Linked DNA regions of Sus scrofa: region 1 is linked to region 2. A link is a contact called in public HiChIP or PLAC-seq data. All regions are on one chromosome and are shown on one strand. The core of a region is the stretch at or near the end of the contact, and the rest is flanking DNA. Distances in the headings are between cores, read along the strand shown.

The links. HiChIP or PLAC-seq counts read pairs in DNA pulled down with a chosen protein or histone mark.
Region 1: an H3K27ac HiChIP or PLAC-seq map of skeletal muscle shows a contact between it and region 2. The contact joins two enhancer-like sites. A contact is called at or near these places in 2 of 2 datasets of contacts at active chromatin or transcription factors (alveolar macrophages and skeletal muscle).

What each region holds. Positions count from the first base shown.
Region 1 is chr6:153,338,016-153,344,060 of Sscrofa11.1, reverse strand. All of the region lies in intron 3 of LOC102165506 (a long non-coding RNA gene), which reads right to left. Among named protein-coding and RNA genes, the nearest start is that of FGGY, 130 kb to the right of the region's middle. Within about 2 kb of position 1,475, at least 4 of the 83 cell types and tissues checked have an H3K27ac peak or open chromatin away from gene starts, as enhancers often do. A contact at or near this core is called in skeletal muscle, where this site is marked.
Region 2 is chr6:152,801,195-152,808,086 of Sscrofa11.1, reverse strand. All of the region lies in intron 14 of FGGY (FGGY carbohydrate kinase domain-containing protein), which reads left to right. Among named protein-coding and RNA genes, the nearest start is that of HOOK1, 95 kb to the right of the region's middle. Within about 2 kb of position 5,551, at least 3 of the 83 cell types and tissues checked have an H3K27ac peak or open chromatin away from gene starts, as enhancers often do. A contact at or near this core is called in skeletal muscle, where this site is marked.

The DNA.
Region 1 (6,045 bases), core at 226-2,725, 540 kb before region 2:
TTCCAATGGGCATCAACCTCAGCAAGCTCGTGTGTCCCCAGTGCCTATTACCATGTCTGGCCCATAGTTGCTGCTCAGTAAATACCTGCAGAATGAATGAACGAATGAATATTTTTAGACTGGGCTGGGTACACAAGATTCAGTTTGCTCTTTTGGCTAATGTGATGTCCAGGTCTGGCTCCAGAGTCAGATAAGCAGATGTCCCTCTACATGAGGCCCCGGTGGTACTGAATGCCCCACTGCCCTTAAACAGGTCAGCTTCCTGGAGGAGGTGTCAGAGCCAGTAGAAGGGAGAGAATTTGGGCAGTTGTAAAGCTGGTGTATGATCTCACCCACGACCAGAAGGCTCCTTTACTATCCCTACCTCCTGCTCATCTCCCCACCCCCACGCATCCTGTCACATCCCAGATCAGAACCATTCTGGAAGCAATATTTGCTCGTTTGACATTTGAAAATAGCATCAAGGAGGCTAAAGATAGCTAGGTTATAAGGAAGGTTAAACAGCTTGCCAAATGCCGCTGAGCAAATTTGGTCTTCTCCGTGTTGTCCAAAGAGTGCTTTGATGTTTTCCCTCTGTTTGGAGGAGTAGAAGTATTAGATGAAGGGGGAAGAGGATCTTGAGCCAAAGGCCACAGCCTTGGTGTGAATTTGGTGAATGGTAAAAGGGTGCGTGTTTCAGAGGTCTCGGTTAACAAACTCAGCATTCTCCAGCTGCCCAGGACAAAAAGCCTGACGTGGTAAGACCCTGCTTGCTGGGCTGCCTGTGTGGCCCTATGTCTACCTATGCATCTGGTTTCCACTGGGACCAACACAACCATCAGGAAGGGATTTGTCCGTTTGAGATAGTAAAATTCTAAAAATGCCCCTAGCCTTTTACTTCCTTTTCATTTCTCCCTGGCTCGCCCTCATTGTAACTGAAATGCCCCAAGCCCCAGATATGTACTGTGGATGTGGGGCGGCGGAGGCCAGAGCCCGCTGACTGTGGGGAGACATCGTGTTCCCCAGGGATCAAGTATCCACGGAGAGATCGGCGTGTCCAAGTAATAGTGCTTACCATTTGCGGACAGGTGCCCGTTCGCCAAGCTCTCTGCTAAGTTCCTTTCATCCTTTACTTCACTTATTCTCCCAGCAGCCCTATGTGTTAGGAAATATTTTGGGGCCCATATAAATGAAGATCTGAGAGTCGGAGGAAGACGTTAAGCAACTTGCTTCGGGTACCAGCTAGTGCTGCAGAGATGGCATTTCAACCCAGGGGCATCTGCTCCAAGCTTGCTCTCCTCTCAACCATGTTATATCATCTCCCTTTATAGAGACAGACAAGGGGCATCTTCCCCTGCATACCCTGCCCTGACTCCATTCCAGGCATCGCACTGGCTTCAGAGAGTGACCGAGTGCCCCTTGAGATGGGCAGGCTACGATGGCAGAGTCTCAGGGATGGACACTCAAGCCCGGTGACTCAGCAGCCCAGCCCACTTGTCTGACCTTTTCCATGTCACAGATATCTAATGAAACGGTTAGCCCTGCTTGCATCCTGCAGCCCTAGGGGCAAGTGGCAACCCGAGTCACAAGAGACGGACTGAATGTCAGAGTTGAAGTGGGTATCTCTGCCTCACCCTCTCTAAATGTGACCACAGCTGCCCATTCAGTGGTGGCACTGCTGTCACCGCCAGAACATGCAGGCAGGGTGCCTGAGGGGGCAGGATGCTGGTCATCTGGCTAAAAAGGAGGGTGGGGATGGGTGAGGCGGCCCGATTATGCCTGGCTTTGGTTCCAAGCTCTATAATCGGATTCAGGTGCTTCCAAAAGCTCCTGCCTCTTCCGAGCAAATTCAGTTAAGGGCAGGGGGAGGGTGCACTAATGGCTTCCACATTGGGGGCCTTTCAAGCTCGGCAGGGGTGGGAGGGGCAAGGAGTCTGACCTCACCTCTGAGGATAGCCCTGATCCATGGAAGGCAAATGTGTTCATTAAGTACCTCTTAGGAGTAAGGGTCTCAGGCCTTGTGGGCTGGATGCTGAGAATATGACAAACAAACAAACAAACAAACATAGATGCAGCCTGCCTGGAGCTTACACCCGGTAGGAGAGCCAGAAAATGGACCAGAAAATTACAGCCCAGAATGAAGAGGGCTCGAGGGAAGGACTGGTTCCCCATGTTAGTGGCTGAGACTGTGGGCTGAAGAGGAGCTCATGGGGGAACCTGGGGGTACCCAGAGCAGGGAAAACAGCCCATGAGAATGTGAGTTAGGGGAGGAGCGGGGTGGCCAGGGCATCGGTGCAAAGGCATAGCCATAAGCGAGGAATGCAATGTGGACTGGTTGGGAAAAACTTTTGGTCTTAAAATCCATTAGAAGAAGGCCAGAGAGATAATGTGATACACTTGGAAAGGTCATTCGGCTGGAATGGAACAAGATGCATGCAGGAAGACTGGTGATTTGGGGCAATGCCGGTGGTATCCTAGACTAGGGTGGGGTGGGAGTGGAGCCCATGGGAAGGGTAAATCTAGTTATGAGGCCAAATCAACAAATTATACGGTCCTTGCCTTCAAGGAGAAAACAATTCTAGTTGAAAAAACATTTTCTCCCTTAATTCATGCCAGTCTTACGTGACCAGCTCAGAGGTCATTGAGTTCAATCTCCTTTTGCATGGAGTCCAGTGGTTTGCAACCTGGGTTTGAACTCCTTCAAGGCAGGGAGGGAGTGGTGGAATGTTAAACAGCTTAGGAAAAGTCTGGGTGGGCAGCTGGCCTGGACACACGCTTTCTCGAAGTTCTGGAAACTCCTGGACAGAAGAGACTATATACCCTGCTGGCAAGGCCCCTGGCTCCAGGCAGTGGGGCAGTTTTGAGGCGACACCTATTCTGCCAGCTGCGATGGAGCAGACTGCTCCCCCCCACCCCCCACAGCAGAGGGGGGGCCGGGAGGTTGGCTGGAGCTGAAGGTGCTTTTCTGCCAACAGACCCACCCACAAGTGCTTGCTGAGTGATGGCTGGTGCCCAGCCTTGTTCCTGGAAACCGCTGTGATAACGCTCCCAGAGCAAGAAGCACCACTTGCTGACCTTCTACAGGGGAAGAATCCTCAGGAAAAGCTTGTTGAAAATTTAATGACAGCAATTTCTGAGGCTCGTAAAACTCTTTTAACATTTCTCTACGCTCAGACGACAATCAGTCTTCCCCCAAGTGAGGTTCTACAGCACCAAAGCACCCACTCACTCAGCATCATGCTTGAGGCATAGACAAGCCTGGGAGGGAGAGGGGTCTAGAGGCCAAGAGCCCCAACGACCTGGATTTAACCCTCACTCTACCCCTATGACAGTGTGCCTGGGTCCTCGCTTTACCTCTCTCCTCACCTCCTCTTCCGGAAAACAGGCATAATACAACCTATTTTGAAGGGTGCTAAGCATTAAATAAGAAAATGTTGCCTAGTCAAGTGCTCAGGAAATGCTAATTTCCTCTGGCCACTTTCTCTCCCTTTCCTATTCCCCAAACAGGGACACAGCCAAGGCTGCACAACTTGAAGAAATGGTGCCTGGCATACAGCATCTTATTCGGCTCTGGCTACTGTAACAAAATAGCATATGCACTGGACAGCTCAAATAAATAACAGACACCTATTTCTCATGGTTCTGGGGGTTTGGAAGTCTGAGAAGAGGGTGCATACATGGTCAGGTCTGATGCAGACCCTCATCCTTGCCTGTAGAGGCCCACCTTCATGCCACATCCTCACACGGCAGAGGGAGGGAGCTCTGCCGTCTCTCCCTCTTCTCATAAGGTCACCAATCCCACCCTGGGGTCTCCATCCTCATACCCTCATCTAAACTTAATGCCCTCCCAAAGACGCTACCTCCGAACCCTCTTATGTTGGGGGTTAGGGCTTCAACATGGGACTTTAAGGGGACACACACATGCAGTCCAAACACAGTGGGTCTGAAATAAACATCAGTTTGCCTTTTCCTCCACGTCAAGGCTCTGAACTATGGCTCTCTATCTTCCAGGTTTCCCTGTATATAGTGTCTGGTGCTTCCTGGAGACCCTCTTGGAGAATGCCATGAGGCCATGGAGCCTCTTCCCTGAAAATGCACATGAATATAAATAAGCACCATGTACACCCTCTTATCTAAATAGTTTTGCTTACAGTTTCAAGGAGTTCACAGGTCCCTGAAGTTCATCCAAGGACTCTAATTATAAAATGTGCCATAGCACCCATATGACACAAACTACCTTTGGCCACAAGCTGTGGATGAGCTTTCTAATTTCCCCAGGTAGATTATAAACTACATGAGATGAGGGACCAGCTCTTTTTGTTCAAGTCTGTATTCCATACAGTGACTGGAAAGAGGTAGGTATAGAGTGAATATTAATTGAATGCTTTGGTGGATGGGTGGATGATGGATGGATAGATGGAAGGGTGGTTGGTGAGTGTGTGGGTGGGTGAGTAAATAGGTAAGATGGATGAGTGGTAGGTAGGTGAACAGATATGTAGGAGCTCTGAGTGGGTAGATAAGTGGGGGATGCATAGGTAGATACACAACCGGATGGATAAGATGGAGAGGGGGTTTTCAGGCTCACAGAAGGAGTCAGGTAAGCTCCCCCCCCCCTTTTTTGCTTTTTTTTTTAGGGCTGCACCTGCAGCATACGGAGGTTCCCAGGCTAGGGGTTGAATCAGAGCTACAGCTGCAGGCCTACACCACAGCCACAGCAATGCAGGATCTGAGCTGAGTCTGTGACCTACACCACAGCTCACAGCAGTGCCGGATCCTTAACCCACTGAGTGAGGCCAAGGATCGAACCCAAAACCTCATGGTTCCTAGTTGGATTCGTTTCCGCTGCGCCATGACGGAAACTCCCTGGGCAAGCCCTTCTTGAGAAGATAAATTCATGGCGGTGGGGACCCAAAGGCTGGGGGACCTTCAGAAGTCCTGGCCTTCTGAAGTAATTCAGTAGAAAATATAATCTCTAGAGGGATCAGAAGCAGAGGAAGCGTGGAGGGAACAATGCATTCGCAGGCTGGGTCTGAAGCAGGACTGTGGGCTGGGGTGGGAGAAGAAGAATCTGAGTCAGAAAGCCAGGCAGGTAGCTGGACAAGAGATGGGGGAATCTCTGATGGAGAAAACAGCACTGGTACTGAATGGAAAACAGAAGCTCCAAGACCCACTTCTAGGGAAAACTGGAGAGCAGGCAGGACCTGGGGGAAGGGGGAAAGGGCTGAATGGGGACACAAGAATTCATGGCCCAAGGATTTTCTGAGTCACTCATTCCACAATTGTTTGTTGGGCCCTCCTGTGTGCCGGGTTGTTGTAGGCACTGAGAAATCCTAGTCCTTGCCATCAGACAAGAAAGACAGAAAGACTAATGAAAGTTGAAACGTACAGAACACCTACTAAGCACCTGCCACTATTCTGAGCGTTAAGGTGTCTCTCAACAACAACCATACAAGGAAGGTATCATTATCATCCTATTTAACAGGGAGGGAAACTGAGGCACAGAGAGGGTAAGTTACTTCCCCAAACTAACACAATTAGTAAGTGTGAGAATCAGGATTGGAACCCAGGTTCTGGAGCTGATGGGCTTCATCACTGTGTGATAGTGCCATTACACAGATGATTAAACAGAAGTAGACAGGTAAGGTGATGAAAGATGTGTTGGCAGTCTAAACTCTCACAGTGGATTACAAAAGGGGGCGGGGTGATTGATTCTGATTGGGTGGGTCTAAGGGGATTTGAGCAAGAAGCCCCCTGGAAGCCGGGCTTTGGAGAGTGAGTACGGTTCTTAGGTATCCTGCCAGTAAGGGGTACGGGTGAAGGATGAGGGGAAGGGCATTCCAGGCAGAGAAATCAAGCTGTGTGATTTCTTTCATGCTGAGGCATGAAACAGCAGAGACCTGTGTAGGAAATGGCAGGTGGTTCTGTGTGACGGCTTTGTAGGGCTGGGAGGTGGGAAAAGGGGAGACAAGATATATATTGGCAATGATGCTTGAGAATGTTCCCTCAGCCTTGTGTGAAGATTTCTGATGTTCAGCATGCTTTTCTAACACTTTTGATCATCCTTAA
Region 2 (6,892 bases), core at 4,302-6,801:
GTATACCCCCCCCCAAAAAAAATGGTTAAAAAAAGTGTCCAGGACTCAAAGGAGAGTTTATTGGGTAATAAACTATGGCCACCCCTGTTAAAGGCCCCTTCATCTCTCTTGAGACAGCAAGCCCCACAGAGGCTGCCATTTCCCTGGGCAGGAACCCATGCTGGCCTGTTGAACCTCTGGTGACATGTATTGTGCCAGAGGCCTGGGCTGGGTAACAACCTAGAACCTCAAAGTTCCCCTTGCGGTGGTGAATCTGTGAATCCCAGCCCAGTGGCTCCCCATGTTGTGTTGTCTAATAAGAGCATCAAGTTGAAGGCTAAGCCACAATTTCACTTTTGATGAGGGAAAATACAGCAACACAGTGGTCCACTGAACTCTGGAAGAGACAGCAAGCAATGCCTTTGGGGGTTTGTAGCCTAAATGGTTTTACTCCAGAAGATGTGGAATCCCACATAAAGCAGAGAGCTGATTGCTGTTTCACCCATGTGTACAAAACCAACAATTATGGCATCTTTTCCATTAGAAGACCAGAGAGGCCTTCTCTAGACTACACATTGGTAGATTGGGCTTTGGAGGAGAAAAAGAAGGACGAAGAGAAAAATAACACATCACAGAGGTGTACGGTTTTGAAAGGTACAAAGTCCGTGCCATTTAATGGGTATTGGTTTTTCTTTTTCTCCATGTGGATTTCTTTTTTATCCATATGGAAAGAAATCTTTGCTGGTACCTGCTTCAGAGCCTCAGGTTTAAGAAGCCGGTCACTGACCCGAGGAAAGAGCAACATAAATCACGTTCAAGTTCCTCAGACAAAGAACGACTGGAGGCAAGCTGGAGAGTTTGCAGGGCCTTTTGGTGACATTTCTGGATGCCCTCTGTTTCCCCCTTTCAAGAAAAAGCCCTTTCTTTCCTTGCCTTCTCACATAACAGCTTGGGATTCTTATACGCCACCATCCCCTCCCCTCCCTGCCTCCCCCCCACCCCGCAATGTATTTGAACTTACTGGGTTTGTTAAGAGTCAGGGCATGAAGCATTTTTCCATGGTAGAAAAGTTCTGGCATTCCAATGCAGAACTAATGTGAGATTTGGAAAGGCTGCCCTATTTGTGCACTTAATTAGGGCTCCCCAAAGGCCATTGATCCGCCGGTGTCATAGGAAACCGACGCCAAGGCCAGCGAAGGCTGAGACTGTGTGAGCAGCAGAGGGAGGGGGCAGTCCACATGGATCCCACACCTGTTCCCCACTGACTTGGATCAGGGAAATAAAGACCAGGGCTTTCCATCAATGCTCGTTTGGATCCCACGCCTGATCTCACTGTTGTGTTTGTCACCAATGTTTGAGTCAAGTCCCAGAAACTTGGAGATATAGGATCCAAGTTATAGGTTCTCTAAGTATGCGAAATAAGGTCTTGGTTCTGATAAGATCTTGGAAGTTGACAAAATTACAGTGGAAATGTTACAGACTTTAGAGATCAACCAGCCTGTGCTCTGAGTCTGACTCTTCCACGATTAGATTAAATTCTGAGATTTAGTTTTCTTCCCTGAAAAAGGGTACCCTAACACCTCTAGCATGGGTTCATTGTCGTAACAACTGCTAGTATTTGTTAAGCAATTATGGTGTGTAAGGCACTGTTCTAAGAGCATGAACTGGATTAACTCTTCAACCCTCTATGGACCCTATAAGGTAATATAAGTCTATATTAGAGGTTGGCAAACTGCTCCCCATGGCCCAATTCTTACCCCCTGCCCATTTTTGCAAATAATGTTTTACTGGAACACAGTTATGCCCATCTGTTCCTATAGACTCTGTGGCTACTTTCATGCTATAGCTCCAGGGCTGAGTTGTTGGAACAGAAGCTGTGTGTCCAACAAAACCTAAAATATTTACTATCTGGCTTTTTACAGGAAAAAAAAAAAAAAAAACTTGCCAACCCCCTGCTTTAACTGATCTCAATTTAAAGATGAAGAAAATAAACCATAGCTTAACTGAGGTCATACAGCTGGTAACAGAAAGAACTGGGATTGGAACCCGATAACCTGACTCCAGATCTTGGGCTTTTCATGGGTACCCTGCATGTAATATATATGAATTGCCTAGTACAGTGTATGACACGTAAGAGATACTTAATGCATCTGTGTCATTAGCAATCCTTTGCATTCCCCCACCGTTTTCCTTTTCCTTCTGCCTCCCTCACAGGTTCCTATCAATTCCAATTGCCTTTTCATTCTGCCAGATTATGTTTTCAATTCAACAGACTTCTACCGCTTTTATAGCTATTATCGCAATCCATCAAATGGCACTGTGAGATCTGTCTCCTTATCTTCATTTAAAAGATGTAGAAACCACTCTGACCTCTGAGCTCCCGGGGATGTTCACACTTCATTTGTTAACCCTCAGAGGAAATATTGCTGGGGCTTTGGGAATATTTGTTTAATGCTGAAAACTAACATTAGAGGGGAAAAAAAAAATCTCAGCAGTTACTCAAGAAAAAATTGCAGTCTAATTGGAGTGAGAAAATTGTGTAAAATATTGGAAGAATAGCAGGCATTTTAAGAAGGGAAGTTATTTAGTACAGACTGTGAGTGGGTGTGAATTCAGGGAGCTGGGACAAGAAGATGGACCGGGGCTGTGGGGGTGCAGAGATGGCTTCCTGGGGACAGTCCAATGTGAACTGGGCCTCAAACATGGGACAGGATTTAAAAAGAGAAACTCTGAGAACAAAATAAAGCCACATGGATAAAACTAGAGATTCTCATACTAAGTGAAGTTAAGTCAGAAAGAGAAAGACAAATACCATATGATATCACTTATATGTGGAATCTAAAATATGACACAAATGAATCTATCTATGAAACAGACACAGACTCAGAAACATGGAGAACAGACTTGTGTTGCCAGGGGGTAAGGGGGGATGGACTAGGAGTTCGAGGTTTGTAGATGCAAACTATTACATTTAGAATGGATAAACAACAGAGTCCTACTGCATATCACAGGGAACTATATCCAGTCTCCTGGGATAGACCATGATGGAAAAGAATATTTTAAAAATGTATATATGTGTATAATTGAGTCACTTTGCTGTACAGCAGAAATTGATACAATGATATAAATCAACTATGCTTTAATTTAATTTTTTTCTTCTGTGCATACCTAGATTTTTTTTTTTTTTTTTTTTTTGCTATTTCTTGGGCCTCTCCGGTGGCATATGGAGGTTCCCAGGCTAGGGGTCCAATCGGAGCTGTAGCCACCGGCCTACGCCAGAGCCACAGCAACACGGGATCCGAGCCGCGTCTGCAACCTACACCACAGCTCACGGCAACGCCGGATTGTTAACCCACTGAGCAAGGGCAGGGACCGAACCCGCAACCTCATGGTTCCTAGTCAGATTCGTTAACCACTGCGCCATGATGGGAACTCCTAGATGTTCTTTTTAAAAAAAATTTGTTATAGCTAATTTACAATGTTCTGTCAATTTCTGCTTAAGAGAATACTATGAACAATTACATGTTAACTAATTAAAAAATTGTAATAAAAAATAGAAACTCAGGTTTGGGTATTATGGGAGTGAGGATAGGAACTAACCCAGAGAAGACACAAAATGGAAATGTCTCAGAGGGACAGGCCAGCAAATCCCAGAGAACTATGAGAAATGAGAATGGGTAAATGGAGTGGGGGCAGGTTGGACAGGACTTTGAAGGCCAGAGAGAGGCATCTGGGTTTTAGAACAATAATGGTGCTAGTTATGACAACACTTTGGTGCAGGACTGCTGACCCAGACACTCTAGATCTGTATCCTTCTTTAACCCTGCCAGTGCTTCCATGACGGAGGTATTGTCCTATTTTGCAGATGAGAACATTGAGGCTTAAATTATAGCAATCAAGTATTAGTGGGAAAATTAGAAATATTCCATAGTTTAATGGCTCAAGGCTTTTGTTGTTGCTCTCCTTCTGTAGATACATGTGCTTACAATTGGGGTTTTAGATATGCCCATATGGTACTTTCTTTGGCTCTGCTGGCAGAAGTGTTCCCACTTTCTCTGATGCTGTAATCCATCAGCAGTTGCTCATGGACTCAAATGGAGAACTCCAGGAATTAGAGGCTCTATACCACCTGGACCAGTACGATACCTCCCAACACCAGCAGGGGAAGCTATAGTGTGCTTTTGAGCAGGAGATGCCTTAATGAAAGGAACTACTCTGCCTACAAAGTCAGGCTGGGCGGGAGCTGGGAAAGACAGGAAGGAGGAAGTAGTATGAACCCACAGGTGTGATACGCAATTGTAGGTCCGCCTTGGATTGAACCAGAAGAGCTTAGGTTTGGGATGACTGAAAAGGACATGCCAAGAAGAGAAGGGCACATGGGTGTTGTCAGAGGGCTATGACCAGCACTGCTTAGACCTTACTACTAGACAGCCATGCTTGGGGAGCATAGCACTTGGAGCCTAAAGATTTAGTTTAAGTCCTGGCCATACTGCTAAAAATGCACTGTGTGAAGGAAGAGGGAAAAGGGAGGAATTCTTGCTGTTGGAGTTAGACAGCATCTCATGTATCATCTCATCAACTCTGGGAGGTGATAATAACAATAGGTGGTACATAAATCCTTCCGTGTGCCAGCACTTTCTATATTATCTTATAGTTTTTTCTACATATATTTGATCCTCATAGAAACCCTGAGATAGGGGGCATTGTTATTCCTTTGGATAGATGGGGAGAATGAGGCACAGAGAAGTTAAGCAGTGTGGCTATGGTCACACAGCTGGTAAATAGAGAAACTGAGTTTGAACCCAGGCAGTTTGGCCCAAGAGTCCATGCTCTTAGTTACTGTTACAGTCTCTAAGGCACGTGTACCTCAAGGAGGGTTCTGGGGTTAAGATTATTCCATCCCGGAGTTCCCATCGTGGCGCAGTGGTTAACGAATCTGACTAGGAACCATGAGGTTGCAGGTTCGGTCCCTGCCCTTGCTCAGTGGGTTAACAATCCGGCGTTGCCGTGAGCTGTGGTGTAGGTTGCAGACGCACCTCGGATCCCACGTTGCTGTGGCTCTGGCATAGGCTGGCAGCTACAGCTCCGATTCGACCCCTAGCCTGGGAACCTCCATATGCCGCGGGAGCGGCCCAAGAAATGGCAAAAAGACAAAAAAAAAAAAAAAAGATTATTCCATCCAACCCCTTGCCCTGCACATTGACACTCCTACCTCTACACCGCAGGGCTGGGGACCCCCTCCCCCCATCAACTGAGAAGGCTCCCTGCCAGGTGCTTCTCACAGCCTGTCTGGAAGCTTTCACTGACCCTCAGCCTTGGCTTCCAGCCGCACCAGTACCCTTGGTTCTAGCTTCCCACCCTTGTAGGATTCATGCCCAGCACCACACTTCCTGCTCCCCTTTTCTGAATAATTTGTTTTTGCCCTTGGGACACTTTTACCTCTGTTCAAGGTAAGATTCCAGAACCCAGAGTCCTCCCCCCATGCCAGCCCACACAAGTGGCATCCCCCTCAGATTTGTACCAGCTCCTGGGAACAGGACTGGACAGCTTGTTCAGCTGCTTTCTTAAGGGCCAGTCCCTGGCAGCTTTACTGGTCCCACCTGTTCCTGGCCTCACAGCTGCCAATCCATGCAGATGAGGCTATTCTGGGAGCAGCAAGAAGACTTATTCACTCTAGTCAAGTTTTTCTTAACAAAAGAAGTCAAAAGTCCTTTTGTTGTTTATTTGTGTTTTTTTTTTTTTTAATGTGCATTAACATTCTGCACAGAATACTGCAGCAGTTAAGACATGGCCTCTGAAATTGAAGGATATGTGTTCAAAATCCAGTTCTTCGACTTGCTTGTTGTATCATCTTAGGAAAATTGTTCCATCTCAGTTCTTCATTTGTAAAGTAGAGCTAAAAGAAGGCCTACCTTAGGTGGTAGTTGTGAGAATTCAGTGAAATGATGTTATGTGAGCACACATCGCAACACCTGACAAGCAGCATGTGCTCAGTAAGTGGCAGTGACTATCAGCATTATATTAAACATCATTATATTAAGTATCACTATGTAAAAGATCATTCAAGTCTCCCTGGAGAGATTTCATTCAGGCAGTTTTTTATTCAACAGGTATTTACCAGGTGGCTACCATATGCCGATCAATGCCAGGTGCAAATATAGGATGTATGTTTATGAAAGGAAGCAATGCATCTTAATCACTTCTTATAGGCCAGACACTGTTTTAGGCATTTTAGGGACATATTTCATTTAATCTTGATAAGGCCCTTGCAGGCAGACATTGGGCTGAGGTTCAGAGAGGTTAACTCCCCCCAAGATGTGGCCCCTGATTGGTTGTAGTTTTTGTTTGTTTGTTTTTTGTCTTTTTTCTTTTTGAGGGCCACACCTGTGGCATATGGAGGTTCCCAGGCTAGGGGTTGAATTGGAGCTATAGCTGCTGGTCTAGCCACAGCCCTAAAGCAACAGCAGATCTGAGCCACATCTGTGACCTACACCACAGCTCACAGCAACACCAGATCCTTAACCCACTGAGTAAGGCCAGGGATCGACCCTGCAATCTCATGGTTCCTAGTTGGATTTGTTTCCACTGTGCCATGATGGGAACGCCTGGTTGTAGTTTTAAATAAACCAAGATATTCTGAGATCAAGTCCCCACAATTGAGAGATGCGCGTTTTACTTTTGTACTCATGTAATCGAATGCCTTTGTTTATGTACCTTTCTGGTTAAAAGGAAGTTCAAAGGAAAGTGTTATTTATTTCATCCTTAGGGATACAAATCTCAGAAAGATTAGAGAGTTCTGTGCCTCTCATAGCAAGGGATGAGCCTGGGGGACTGTCCCCCAGTGATTGGGGATTTCATCATCCTACAGGATAACTTCTCTCCATGGCACTAGAGTGAGAGAGGGAGAAGGCAG